Linked DNA regions of Mus musculus: all the other regions are linked to region 1. Evidence: chromatin contacts called from public HiChIP or PLAC-seq data. All regions are on one chromosome and are shown on one strand. Each heading gives the region's core, a stretch centred on a gene start, on an enhancer-like site or on the middle of the called end of the contact. The rest is flanking DNA. Distances are from core to core; before and after follow the strand shown.

The links. HiChIP or PLAC-seq counts read pairs in DNA pulled down with a chosen protein or histone mark.
Region 2: a contact with region 1 is called in a CTCF HiChIP or PLAC-seq map of CD8 T cells, with 13 read pairs. The contact joins two enhancer-like sites. A contact is called at or near these places in 4 of 15 datasets of contacts at CTCF or cohesin (CD8 T cells, large pre-B cells, pro-B cells and 1 more), 5 of 484 Hi-C or Micro-C datasets (embryonic fibroblasts, group 2 innate lymphoid cells, nephron progenitors and 1 more) and 4 of 115 datasets of contacts at active chromatin or transcription factors (the 230-238 cell line, CD8 T cells, fibro-adipogenic progenitors and 1 more).
Region 3: a contact with region 1 is called in a RAD21 HiChIP or PLAC-seq map of pro-B cells, with 2.2 times the contacts expected there. The contact joins two enhancer-like sites. A contact is called at or near these places in 2 of 39 promoter capture datasets (the 3T3-L1 cell line and hippocampal neurons), 3 of 15 datasets of contacts at CTCF or cohesin (CD8 T cells, the NIH/3T3 cell line and pro-B cells), 3 of 484 Hi-C or Micro-C datasets (CD8 T cells, embryonic fibroblasts and ventricular fibroblasts) and 2 of 115 datasets of contacts at active chromatin or transcription factors (the 230-238 cell line and CD8 T cells).
Region 4: a contact with region 1 is called in a CTCF HiChIP or PLAC-seq map of CD8 T cells, with 10 read pairs. The contact joins the promoter of Atp10a here to the enhancer-like site in region 1. A contact is called at or near these places in 2 of 39 promoter capture datasets (the 3T3-L1 cell line and hippocampal neurons), 3 of 15 datasets of contacts at CTCF or cohesin (CD8 T cells and the NIH/3T3 cell line), 9 of 484 Hi-C or Micro-C datasets (CD4 T cells, bone marrow-derived dendritic cells, embryonic fibroblasts and 5 more), 7 of 115 datasets of contacts at active chromatin or transcription factors (the 230-238 cell line, CD8 T cells, the NIH/3T3 cell line and 4 more) and 2 of 9 other capture datasets (adipose tissue and pancreatic islet).

What each region holds. Positions count from the first base shown.
Region 1 is chr7:58,583,074-58,585,879 of GRCm38.p6, forward strand. No RefSeq gene overlaps it. Among named protein-coding and RNA genes, the nearest start is that of Atp10a, 74 kb to the right of the region's middle. Within about 2 kb of position 1,383, at least 19 of the 459 cell types and tissues checked have an H3K27ac peak or open chromatin away from gene starts, as enhancers often do. A contact at or near this core is called in CD8 T cells, group 2 innate lymphoid cells and pro-B cells, where this site is marked.
Region 2 is chr7:58,700,377-58,703,182 of GRCm38.p6, forward strand. The region is part of intron 1 of Atp10a (ATPase, class V, type 10A); the gene reads left to right. Among named protein-coding and RNA genes, the nearest start is that of Gm39019, 29 kb to the right of the region's middle. Within about 2 kb of position 1,470, at least 23 of the 459 cell types and tissues checked have an H3K27ac peak or open chromatin away from gene starts, as enhancers often do. A contact at or near this core is called in CD8 T cells and group 2 innate lymphoid cells, where this site is marked.
Region 3 is chr7:58,673,284-58,676,089 of GRCm38.p6, forward strand. All of the region lies in intron 1 of Atp10a (ATPase, class V, type 10A), which reads left to right. Among named protein-coding and RNA genes, the nearest start is that of Atp10a, 16 kb to the left of the region's middle. Within about 2 kb of position 1,363, at least 7 of the 459 cell types and tissues checked have an H3K27ac peak or open chromatin away from gene starts, as enhancers often do. A contact at or near this core is called in pro-B cells, where this site is marked.
Region 4 is chr7:58,656,767-58,659,572 of GRCm38.p6, forward strand. Atp10a (ATPase, class V, type 10A) reads left to right here and starts at 1,436. Exons shown (of 21, transcript NM_009728.2): 1 at 1,436-2,149. The coding sequence starts at 1,689.

The sequences.
Region 1 (2,806 bases), core at 133-2,632:
CTCTTCCAGAACTTCCAGAGCTAACACAGAACTCTCCTACCTCTTCTAAATCCACTGTAAATGCTGACCCAGAGAAGACTCCTTCAGCAGAAGGTGTGCTGCTGTTAGAAATAAATATAATTCCAACAGAAGGTAGGGGTGCACACCTATAATCTCAGCAGTTAAGAGGCTTGTGAGCATGAGGCCATCCTAGGCTGTGCACAACCAGCGTCTGTAGCAAAATGAGCAAATGAAGAAATCAGGTCTACTCTACTAGATATTCTATGTGAAATTTAATTTGTTTCTACATCCACATCAGAATCCTTGCAGGTCAGAGGCGGGAGTCCAAGGGATGAGGAAATGCTTGTAGGCTGAGTGCACTGTAAGTATTCGGACTGCTTCTCTGAGGCTCTCTTCCCCCTCCATATGACTCTCAGGCTGGAAAGCCAGTGTGTTGTTTCTCATGCCTATGGTTCCCTGGGATTGTAAGAACTCCAATTGGTCCACCCCAACCGCCTCCTTCTATAATGGCCCAAGTATTTGATGGCAAACTATTAGATTTAGACAGTACATGCTCACTCCTCATATACCTTTCTACCAATACAAATTTACAAGCTAGGTATGGTGAGGCATAACACTCAAGAAGCTGAAGCAGGAGAATTTCAAAACCAAGTCGGCCTAGGCACAAAACAAATTCCAAGCCAGCCTGAGCTATACAACAAGACCTTGCTTCAGAGGCAGGAGGTATTTGTTACAAGAATTTTGCCAAGACAGTCAGGAACAGTGTGTTGGCCCTGCTGCCATCTTAGCAGTAGCTTCAAAAGGACAGTTTTAGCTTAGAAAAGCATGCTTTCCTCTTTTAGTGTGACACTTCTCAGAGAACATAGTAAAATAGAACTAAATGTTTTTTATTTAAAAGAAAAAGTCGCACTTTTATTTAAGGCCTACGAGAAGGATCCAGATGAAACGCAAGTCAATGTCAGATCAAGCCACTTTATATATATATATATATATATATATATATATATATATATATATATATATATATATATTAGGTATTTTCCTCATTTACATTTCCAATGCTATCCCAAAAGTCCCCCATACACTCCCCCCCACTCCCCTACCCACTTTTTGGCCCTGGTGTTCCCCTGTACTGGGGCATATAAAGTTTGCATGTCCAATGGGCCTCTCTTTGCAGTGATGGCCGACTAGGCCATCTTTTGATACATATGCAGCTAAAGACAAGAGCTCCGGGGGTACTGGTTAGTTCATAATGTTGTTCCACCTATAGGGTTGCAGCAGATCAAGCCACTTTAATTGCTTGACTTTTCCTCACAGAGGGTTCTGTCATCAGTGGTGTGGGCTGCTCACCACTAGATGGTGCCATTGTCTACAGTGCATGCCTTGCCTCTACACTTTTTGCCTTGGGGAGGGGCGAAGGAAAAATACCGGTTCACTTTAACCTATCATCCTGTATTAAGCATTAGCAAGATGCTTCTGAGTCATGTGCTGCTTCTTCAGAGGTTTTCACCTGAAGTCAGGATCCTCTTGGGTCTTCTCCAGGCTTGGAGGAAGGTGGTGAATTAGCCTCCATCTTAAGGTAGCACAGGTACCAGGAATGCAGCAGGGTGCATCAAGAGGATTTGAAAGAAAGACTCAAATTGAAATTGTTCTGGAGAGAAGCAGTTTTGTAGAGAAGAGTTAACAATGAGCTTGACAGAGGTACTGCATCTGAAGAACATATTCCCCCATAGGAAGATGATCTTAGGGTCTAGAGCCTGGGGTATAGGTACTGGGGACTGTGATCCACAGATTCCCTAGGCTGTCTGGAAGTGTGCCATCCTTGTGCAGTGATGACATAGCACCACATGTCATGCATGTACCACTTTATCCTCTTCCAAATGAAGCAGTGAGTTGAGGCATCTTCTACCTGGTTAAATAACAATGCTGGCTTCATTCCCTACAGGTAGCTTTCTTTGTACATAGACTGAGACCTGGGGAGCAGTTGAGCAGGAACTGCAAGAAATAGATGAGGGCAGAGGTACAAGGAGAACATCACCTCCCAAGCATCACAGAGAAGGCATCTGAGCTGCATGTCCATGAAGGGGCAGGCTGCACTGGTGCCTGTGATTTCTCAAGTGTGTCAATTACTATGAAATGACTAGGGGAAATATTGACTTTGCCATTTTATTGGTGGATTCTGGGGATTGAGCCCAGGGTCTTGTATATGCCAAGCACATATGTTTTACCAGTGAGCTGCAATCCTAGTCCTACTAGCAGTGGCTTTAAAGAGAATCTCAGAACACTTGAACTACTGTCCCAAAGACTAAACTACATGGGAGCGCTTACCTAATGTTGTGCCAAAGGGTGAAAGGAAGAGGTAACAGCAATCGTTTTGGGAACTTCTCAGTTATGTGAAATTTAGGGCTTATAAATTCTCAAAGACAGCCCAGAGGCAGGATCAAGAAGCCCAGGAGCTAGGTGGCAATGGTCCAAGCACTAGGATTTGCCACAGCTTGAGAGTGAGCAATCTGGATTTCATGTATGTGACATCCCCTGCTGTACACAGGACAGTTCCCTCTTTCAGACCAAGAAACAAGAGTGTTCTATAACAGAGCTTGAGTACTTTCCTCTGGGGGTGGAGCAAAGTATGTTTCAGTTTGGCAGTCCCTGTGGGAAAAGCACAGCCACACCCTTCAGGAGAGTAGAGACAAAAAGGCAACTCTGGGGGCTCCTTCTCCTCCCTTCCATTCTCCACAGCATGCAGGCACCACTGTGATCAAATGGGCAAGGCAAGTGTTATTTTAAGAACTGAAATTCTCCAGAA
Region 2 (2,806 bases), core at 220-2,719, 120 kb after region 1:
ACTCTTGGGCAAATGGATGGATCTGGAGGATATCATCCTTAGTGAGGTAACCCAATCACAGAAGAACTCTCATGTTATGTACTCACTGATAAGTGGATATTAGTCCAGAAACTTAGAATACCCAAGATACAATTTGCAAAACACAAGAAAATCAAGAAGGAAGACCAACATGTGGATACTTCATTCCTCTTTAGAATAGGGAACAAAATACCCATGAAAGGAGTTACAGAGACAAAGTTTGAAGCTAAAGACAAAAGGATGGGCCATCCAGAGACTACCTCACCTGGGGATCCATTCCATAATCAGTCACTAAATGCAGACACTATTGCATATGCCAGCAAGATTTTGCTGAAAGGACTCTGATAGAGCTGTCTCTTGTGAGGCTATGCCAGTGCCTGGCAAACACAGAAGTGGATGCTCACAGTCAGCTATTGGATAGAACACAGGGCCCCCAATGGAGGAGCTAGAGAAAGTACCCAAGGAGCTGAAGGGGTCTGCAATCCTATAGGTGGAACAACAACATGAACTAACCAGTACCCCAAGAGCTTGTGTCTCTAGCTGCATATGTAGCAGAAGATGGCCTAGTTGGCCATCATTGGGAAGAGAGGCCCCTAGGTCTTGCAAACTTTATATGCCCCAGTACAGGGGAACACCAGGGCCAAGAAGTGGGAGTGGGTGGGTAGGGGAGCAGGGTGGGGGTGTGTGTATAGGGAACTTTCGGGATAGCATTTGAAATGTAAATAAAGAAAATATCTAATTTAAAAAAAGAAAAAGAAAGAACTTAATTTGCTTTTATTTTAGGGGGAAGTTGCAATTTAGTTTGATTAGCTTTGATTTACCGCAGTCAAACATTCACTCAGTTTATAAATCCTAGCAGCTGGAGTTGTAGGCCAGCCTAGAGGCGGGGTTGGGTGTGTGTGTGTGTGTGTGTGTGTGTGTGTGTGTGTGTGTGTGTGTGTGTGTGAGAGAGAGAGAGAGAGAGAGAGAGAGAGAGAAGGAAATGTGTTCAGCTGTGGACTGATAATACACTGTATAAAGGTTAAAGATTGTGTGAGAGAAGGCAGGAGCAAGAGAAACAATTTGTGGGAAGAAGAGTGTGACAGCTCTGTGGTCTACATGTGGTGGGAGGGAGGGTGACCTGGGGTTTGTTTCCCTTGCTACTAAGGTGATGACTTTCATTGTTGTCTGTGTATGAAACGTATACCCTGATTTCTCATAGCCTTATTGTGTGGTAGAGCACGATCGTATGATCTTGGTACTCCGATCCTTTGGTTACCAGGAACAGGACAGGACATGGCTCACATAAAATCCACAGAGTCTCCCACAGTTATACATCCAGATTAAAATTTTAATGTATTGCTGAAATAAATACAAGTTGTTATTGATGGGAACATGTTTTGGCCACAGTTCCCAGTTGAAGATTCCACAGTCTGAATCACACTGCATGATTACTTGATGGGCTAGTTCCCGGCCACTGACTCCACCCTGTGTTGGTGTGCATCCTTGGAGCTTTGTATCCCTGTCAGTTCACTATGATTATAGTTATGTGTCATAAAATATTCTGCACGAGTGCATTTTTTTTTCAATGAGACGTTTCTTTGTATAACTCTGGCTGTCCTGGAAGTTTCTCTGTAGTCCAGGCTGACCTCAAACTCAGAAATCTGCCTGCCTCTGCTTCCCAGTGCTAAGATTAAAGGGGTGTACTACAATACCCAACTAAAATCGTCATTTTTAAAGACTACAAAGTTTCTGTTTACAAGAATGTTATCATTACTTCACTATTGACGAAGTGTAGTAATGGTTGCAAATTGTAGTAATGGTTGGGTGAGTGTGTGTACATGCATATGTGTGTATTGTGTTATTGTGTGTGCATGTATGTGCCTATGTGTACATGTACCTGTTTGTACTTGTATGTGTGTATCCATATGGGTATGTTTGTGTGTGCATGTGTGTGTGTGCAAGGGTGTGTGTGTTATGTTATGTGTTATGGCACATGTGGAGGCATGTGGTACATGTTAGAGGACAACTTTAAGAAGTTAGTCCTCTTTTACCTTGCTAAGATAGAGCTTGTTTCTGCTGCTGCCTTGGATCTTGCAAGCTTCTAAATTCGATCATCTATCTTTGTCTCTCACCATAGGAGTTCTGGGATTGCAGCACTCTGCCCTTTTGTGTGGGTTCCCTGGACCCATCATTGATTGTCAAGCCTAGTGCTGAGCCATCTCCCTAACCCTGAAATCTTGGTACTTGCTTGTTTAGCCCAAGCAAAGCTTCCTCTCTGATATTCCGTGTCTCCTCTTGAAATATCTTCTCCACCTCAGAACCTTTCCCTAGCGCTCAAATCAAGTCTGCCTCCAAGACATACTAGTTATTGGCTTATGTTTATCTGTCTGTGTCTCCAGGGCAAGTGAACACTGTTTCTTTAAGGTCATTAGTTACATTTTGTTTTTTCTTTTTAAAAAAAAAAACTGATTTTTTTCATTTCCTTAAAAATTCTGAATTTTGAAAGGTGTTAGTAATCAAATCCAGAGCCTTGTGCGTGCTGGGCAAGCACACCTACACTTCTGGGTTTTTAAAACCTGATGATCTTTTTTTTTTTTTTATGTCTAAGTGGTGTAAATGTGTAGACACAATGCATATGAGTTTTGCACATCATCATTAACACCAGTAAGTATATTTTGCCATGTAAATATGAAAACTTGATTTTGCTTAAGCTTATACATTTTGTTTTCTATATTTTAAGAAAACCAGAACCTGAAAATATTCTTTGAAACCCTGAAGGGTCTTCTTATAGTTTCTTGTTGTTGTG
Region 3 (2,806 bases), core at 113-2,612, 90 kb after region 1:
CTACCTACTGTCTCTTACTTGTCTCCTGAGTTCTGTGTGTACTCATAATTTAGGTATTCACATATCCAAAGGTTGAAAGCTAGCATCCACCTATGATAGAGAATATACGATGTTAGTCTTTCTGGGTCAGGGTTACTTCACTCTGATTCACTGATTCCAGCTCCACCCATTCATCTCTAGAATTACATAACATCTTTTTTCTTAACAGCTAAATAGTATAACATTGTGATATGTACCACACTTTAACTATCTGTTTATCAGCTGAGGAGCATCTAGTCTGTTTCCATTCCCTGGCTATCGTGAATAGAGAAGAATGAACATGGATAAAGAGAATATAGCATCTTTTAGGTATATGGCTGAATCATGTGGTAGACTTACTTCTAGTTTTCAAAAAACTCCAGACTGATTTCCTTAATTACTGGAGTGGTTTGCACTCCCACCAACAATGCTTGCTTCAGTTTGCAGTCAGCCACTTTTCTAGGCACTATTTCATTTAAACATTTATTATTATAAATTTAGAGACTTAAAGTAGGTAGTTGGTTTAAGTAAAGATCAATCGATCATCTATCTCTGTCTATCTATCTATCAATCTACCTACCTATTTATCTATCATTGTATGTTTCAAGTTAAACTCAGGGCTTTGTATATGGTAGGCAAACAACTTGATGCCTAGCTATTTGCCTTCCCTGCCCTGAAGATATTTTCGTAACTGATACTCTTTAGTCAGTAGAAAACATTTGACTTGACTTCAAAAGCCTTCTGATATAACCCCGATCATCTCCTTTGGTCTTTATTTCAGGCTTGTCTTATATATTTTCTACTTGGTGACTGGATTCATAGATGGCCTTGTTATTTCTAATGTATTTCTTTTATAGATGAAGCTCCCATGGACTGGCTTGAGCCCATAATTCATTATAGTGACTATCAACCTCTGCGGATTGTGTCTTTCCTGACGAGAGTGTTCAGGTGGTCTCATCTTAGAGGGTCAACACTATTAGGTGTGCAGCCATATATTTAGCTATCACAGTGACTTCCATAGTTCCTGTGACTTGATGCTCATGAGCCACAACTGCGCAATATGATATTTTTTTTCCATTTTTTATTAGGTATTTAGCTCATTTACATTTCCAATGCTATACCAAAAGTCCCCCATACCCACCCACCCCCGCAATATGATATTCTTGTTCTGTTTGACATAGTCCCACTTCTGAACATCATTTGGGCAGGTATTAAAAAGCATTTTTGAAAGAACATTCTGAAGGCAAGGCTTAGCCACACATCTGGATTCCTTGGCTGTGGGAGACTGAGATGGTGGGACCTGCAGGCTCTTTGCCCTTCAGAGTTCGTGGTGGCCAGCTTCTTCCTGCTGGGTTCCTGGAACAGGGGAACCCAGAAGGCTTGTTTGTTCAAGACCTCCTTGCTATATATAGCAGAGTGAAATAACTTACAGGAAAAATCGCAGATGCTATTTTGATTTCTACATTTTTAGAACATCCTTAGCCTTCTAAGTTTACTTGGATTGCATTTGCAGAAGTAAAGTTCATATACATTGCCCCATACAAATTCTCTGGCTGTTCTTCCACTGGAGATAATTATGTTTTGAAATACTTCTCAGACCAAGTTGTTTTTACATGCTTATAAGGAATTCTTTTATATACTTTAAATTAGCCAGGGATAATTAAAATCTCTATAAAGCAGAACTCCTGCCAGCGGGTAGGTGCTGGACAGATGCAGCGTTTTACAATCACTCTCCTCATTTTAACCTGAGGAGTACTACTGTCTAAGCAGATGGAAGCCCCTCCATGTCTTGTGAGGAATAAGGCCCTGAACACTGAAAGGGTACAGATCATCTGACAGGCAGGTGCCCTTATGCCCAATGCACCTCTTTGTAGACATACTGCATTTTTTTGGGGGGAGGGGGATAAATATAGCAAAGCATTTATTGTAGTTTAATTTTTGACTTTTTTTTATTGGGTATTTATTTCATTTACATTTCCAATGCTATCCCAAAAGTCCCCCACACACTCCCCCACCCACTCCCCTACGCACCCACTCCCACTTCCTGGCCCTGGCGTTCCCCTGTACTGAGGCATATAAAGTTTGCACGACCAATGGGCCTCTCTTTCCATTGATGGCCAACTAGGCCATCTTCTGATTCATATGCAGCTAGAGACACGAGCTCCGGGGGTGTATTGGTTAGTTCCATACTGCAATTTTTGTTTTACCAAAACCTTTACATCACAGTATGACCGGTCTTCAATGTGGTCTAGATGTTCTTCCAGCCAAGACAAAGCTACCATTAGCTTGTGTAGCTTTATTGAGCAACACAGTAGAGTATGGACAGCACATAATGTCAGGATGACTGTGGGGACTGCATGTAATCCTAGGGTGACTTTGAAGACTGCACACAATCCCAGGTATAACAGTGGGGACTGCACATAAAATCTTTTTGAAAACGTAAAAGCAAGGCACTGTTTGAATTAACAGTTTAACAGTGTTACGTATATGATGACTTGGTTTGTAAATATACCTTGGTTTTTGTTTGTTTGTCTTAAGAGTCTCACTTATTTAGCCCTGGAGGACTTTGAACTCACTATGTAGTCAAGGCTGTAATCTGTCTGCCTCAGCCTAATTGCTTTTTTTTTTTCAAACATAAAGTGATTTTAATTCACTGACTCATTTAATGGTGCCTTTGAAATGGTCTTTCTAAATGTGTGTGTGTGTGCGTGTGTGCGTGCGTGCGTGTGTGTGTGTGTGTGTGTGTGTGTGTGTGGGTGTGTGTAGGTCAGAGGAAGCTTACCTGTTG
Region 4 (2,806 bases), core at 186-2,685, 74 kb after region 1:
TCTTCTCTTCTCTTCTCTCTCTTCCCTTCCCTTCCCTTCCCCTCTCCTCTCCTCTCCTCTCCTCTCCTCTCCTCTCCTCTTCCCTTTCATTCCTTCTCTCTTCCCTCCCTCCCTCCCTCCCTCCTTTCCTTCCTTCCTTCCTTCCTTCCTTCCTTCCTTCCTTCCTTCCTTCCTTCCTTCCTTCCGTAGCTGTTACTTTACTCTTCTAATGCTGGATTCTATTGACTACTATGGGCTTGGTCAAGGATGATAACCTCCAATAGCTGGGTAGCATGTGAACCAAGGAGCACAAGGTTGGACACCCAAAAAGAGGGATAGGAAAAGACAAGTGATTTTTCAGTAAAGCCAGATCAGGACCCTCAGAGGAAGTACCCAAAGCTAGCAAATGGTGCTGAGGTAGGGAGAGAAAGGAAGGACTAGCCTGTTAAAGGAAGAGGCTAAGGTCCTCAAATCTGAACACAAAGTACCCCAAAGTTATTTCTCATTTATTTGCCAGCCATGCTCTCCTAGACCACAAATATCCCCATTTCTCATCTCTGTATCTGTAAAGAGGCACACGGAGTGGAAGTTGTGGGCCCCTACTTCACCTGTAGTATGCTTCCCAGCTCCTTCCAAAGTCACCTTCAATTTCCCAATATTCAATGTATGTAAACTCCTCTCTCCCATCAACAGGAAAGGAACCCTTTGCTCACATTCCCTCAGCTGCCCATCAGGCTCCCTCTCTGCCCAGTCTTTTTCTAGATCTCTAGAACAAAACTGCCCTAGGGAATCTCAGTCCTTGTTTACCAGGCAGGGAAACAGTGACCCAAATGTTTCTTTGGATCTATATTATAATCTTCTCTTCTATGAAGAAATTTAAAAAAAAGTCCTATTTGGGGAACAAAGAATGTTGAAGGTAATTCTAGAAAAAGAAAATTTCCAGTTCACCAAAAAATTATATCTGAAAGTAAGTGCAAGCTGGAGGGTAGGGTGTTTTTTTGTTTTTTTTTTTGTTTTGTTTTTTTTTGGGGGGGGGGACAGAAATAGTGACTTTATGGAGAGTACTTAGGTGGCAATGCGCTTTTCAAAACATAATTTGGAAACTGGAAAATCGGTATACTAAGGATTCTGGGTTTAACTTCAAATGACCCAGCCTTGAGGAGGTCCTAAACCAGCTCTCCAGACAACATTTCCTGGTCCTGGATCAAGTCTGTCTGCTCTAGTTAGAGCGCGCGGGCTAGGAGGGGATGGGGCGAACTGATACTCAGTCTTCCTCTCTTAGTGGCACAGTGAGTTTGCAAACTCTCTGGGACTAAACTGGATGCCTCAGAGAAACGAAAGTAAAGCTCTCTAAAGTTTCCAGCGCGGGCTCTTTTTGTTTCCCGCTATCCGCCCAATCTGAATCTGGGCGCTGAGTGAGGGCGGGGCAGAGGAGCCACCTCGGCGGAAACCGCCCAGGCCGCCTGGGTGGCGGGAGGGGACTGCGAGGGGAAGAGCGCCGAGCCGGCCCGCGACCTCCTGCCCGCGGGGACTAGTAGACCTGGAAGTCTGGACAGGCTGCGCGGGCTGGGCGGGGCTCGGCACGCTGACTGTGGTGTCTGTGCGTCCCGCAGGAGGGGAGTCCGCGCTGCCGCGCCCGGGCGGCGGGCGATGATCACCTAGGAGGCTGGCGCGAGCGGCAGAGGAGCCGGGCGCGGCGACACGCGGCCATGGAGCGGGAGCTCCCGGCGGCCGAAGAGTCCGCATCCTCGGGATGGCGGCGGCCGCGAAGAAGGCGCTGGGAGGGCAGGACGCGCACGGTGCGCTCCAACCTGCTACCGCCTCTGGGCACCGAGGACTCCACGATCGGAGCCCCCAAGGGCGAGCGGCTGCTGATGCGCGGCTGCATCCAGCACCTGGCCGACAACCGCCTCAAGACCACCAAGTACACGCTGCTGTCCTTCTTGCCCAAGAATCTCTTCGAGCAGTTCCACCGCCTAGCCAATGTGTACTTCGTCTTCATCGCGCTGCTCAACTTTGTGCCGGCTGTGAACGCCTTCCAGCCGGGCCTGGCACTGGCGCCTGTGCTCTTCATTCTGGCGGTCACAGCCATCAAAGACCTGTGGGAGGACTACAGCCGACACCGCTCGGACCATGAAATCAACCACCTGGGCTGCCTTGTCTTCAGCAGGTGAGCCAAACTGAGCATCCGAAAAAAGGGTGTTGAGTGTGACTTGCACGAGTCCAGGATGGCCCGCGGAGTAGCCTGGGCCAGGTGAAAATCATTCATCCTCAAAGATGCAGGGGTGCACACAGGTCCCCTGTTCCAGATTAGCACTAAACTTAATTTCTAAACTAGAACGAACCAATGGTTGGCATCTGGTTGCACGTGTTTAGTTTCATCCACATCTGCCCTTACCCTATGCCTAGAATATGATCACCTGAAGTCCTGGCCTCAATCCTTGGCCAAGTCACCATGGCATTTAACACACAGGAATTTATAGCTTGGTCTTAGATAATAGATGTTTTGGGACAAAAAGTTCTGATTCATCGGGCACAGATTAGATTGAAGGTCAGGCAAAAACAACAGTCCATCCATTTAAGTTAGCTATGATCCCGCCACAGTCTGGGTACCATTTTTTAGTCTCCTTGCTCCTTCTCCCTGACCCTGCCGGTGCCCCTCTCTCTCCCTCTGTCCTCCTTTGCCTCTCCTTTTCTTAGGCTTCTTCTTTCTCCACCTTGCTGCAGTGTTTTTGAGATAGGATCTCAATGTAGCTCAGGGTGATGACCTAGTGATGAGCTTCCTTCCTTAGTTTCCCCAGTGCTGGGACATGCCACGAGCCATCTT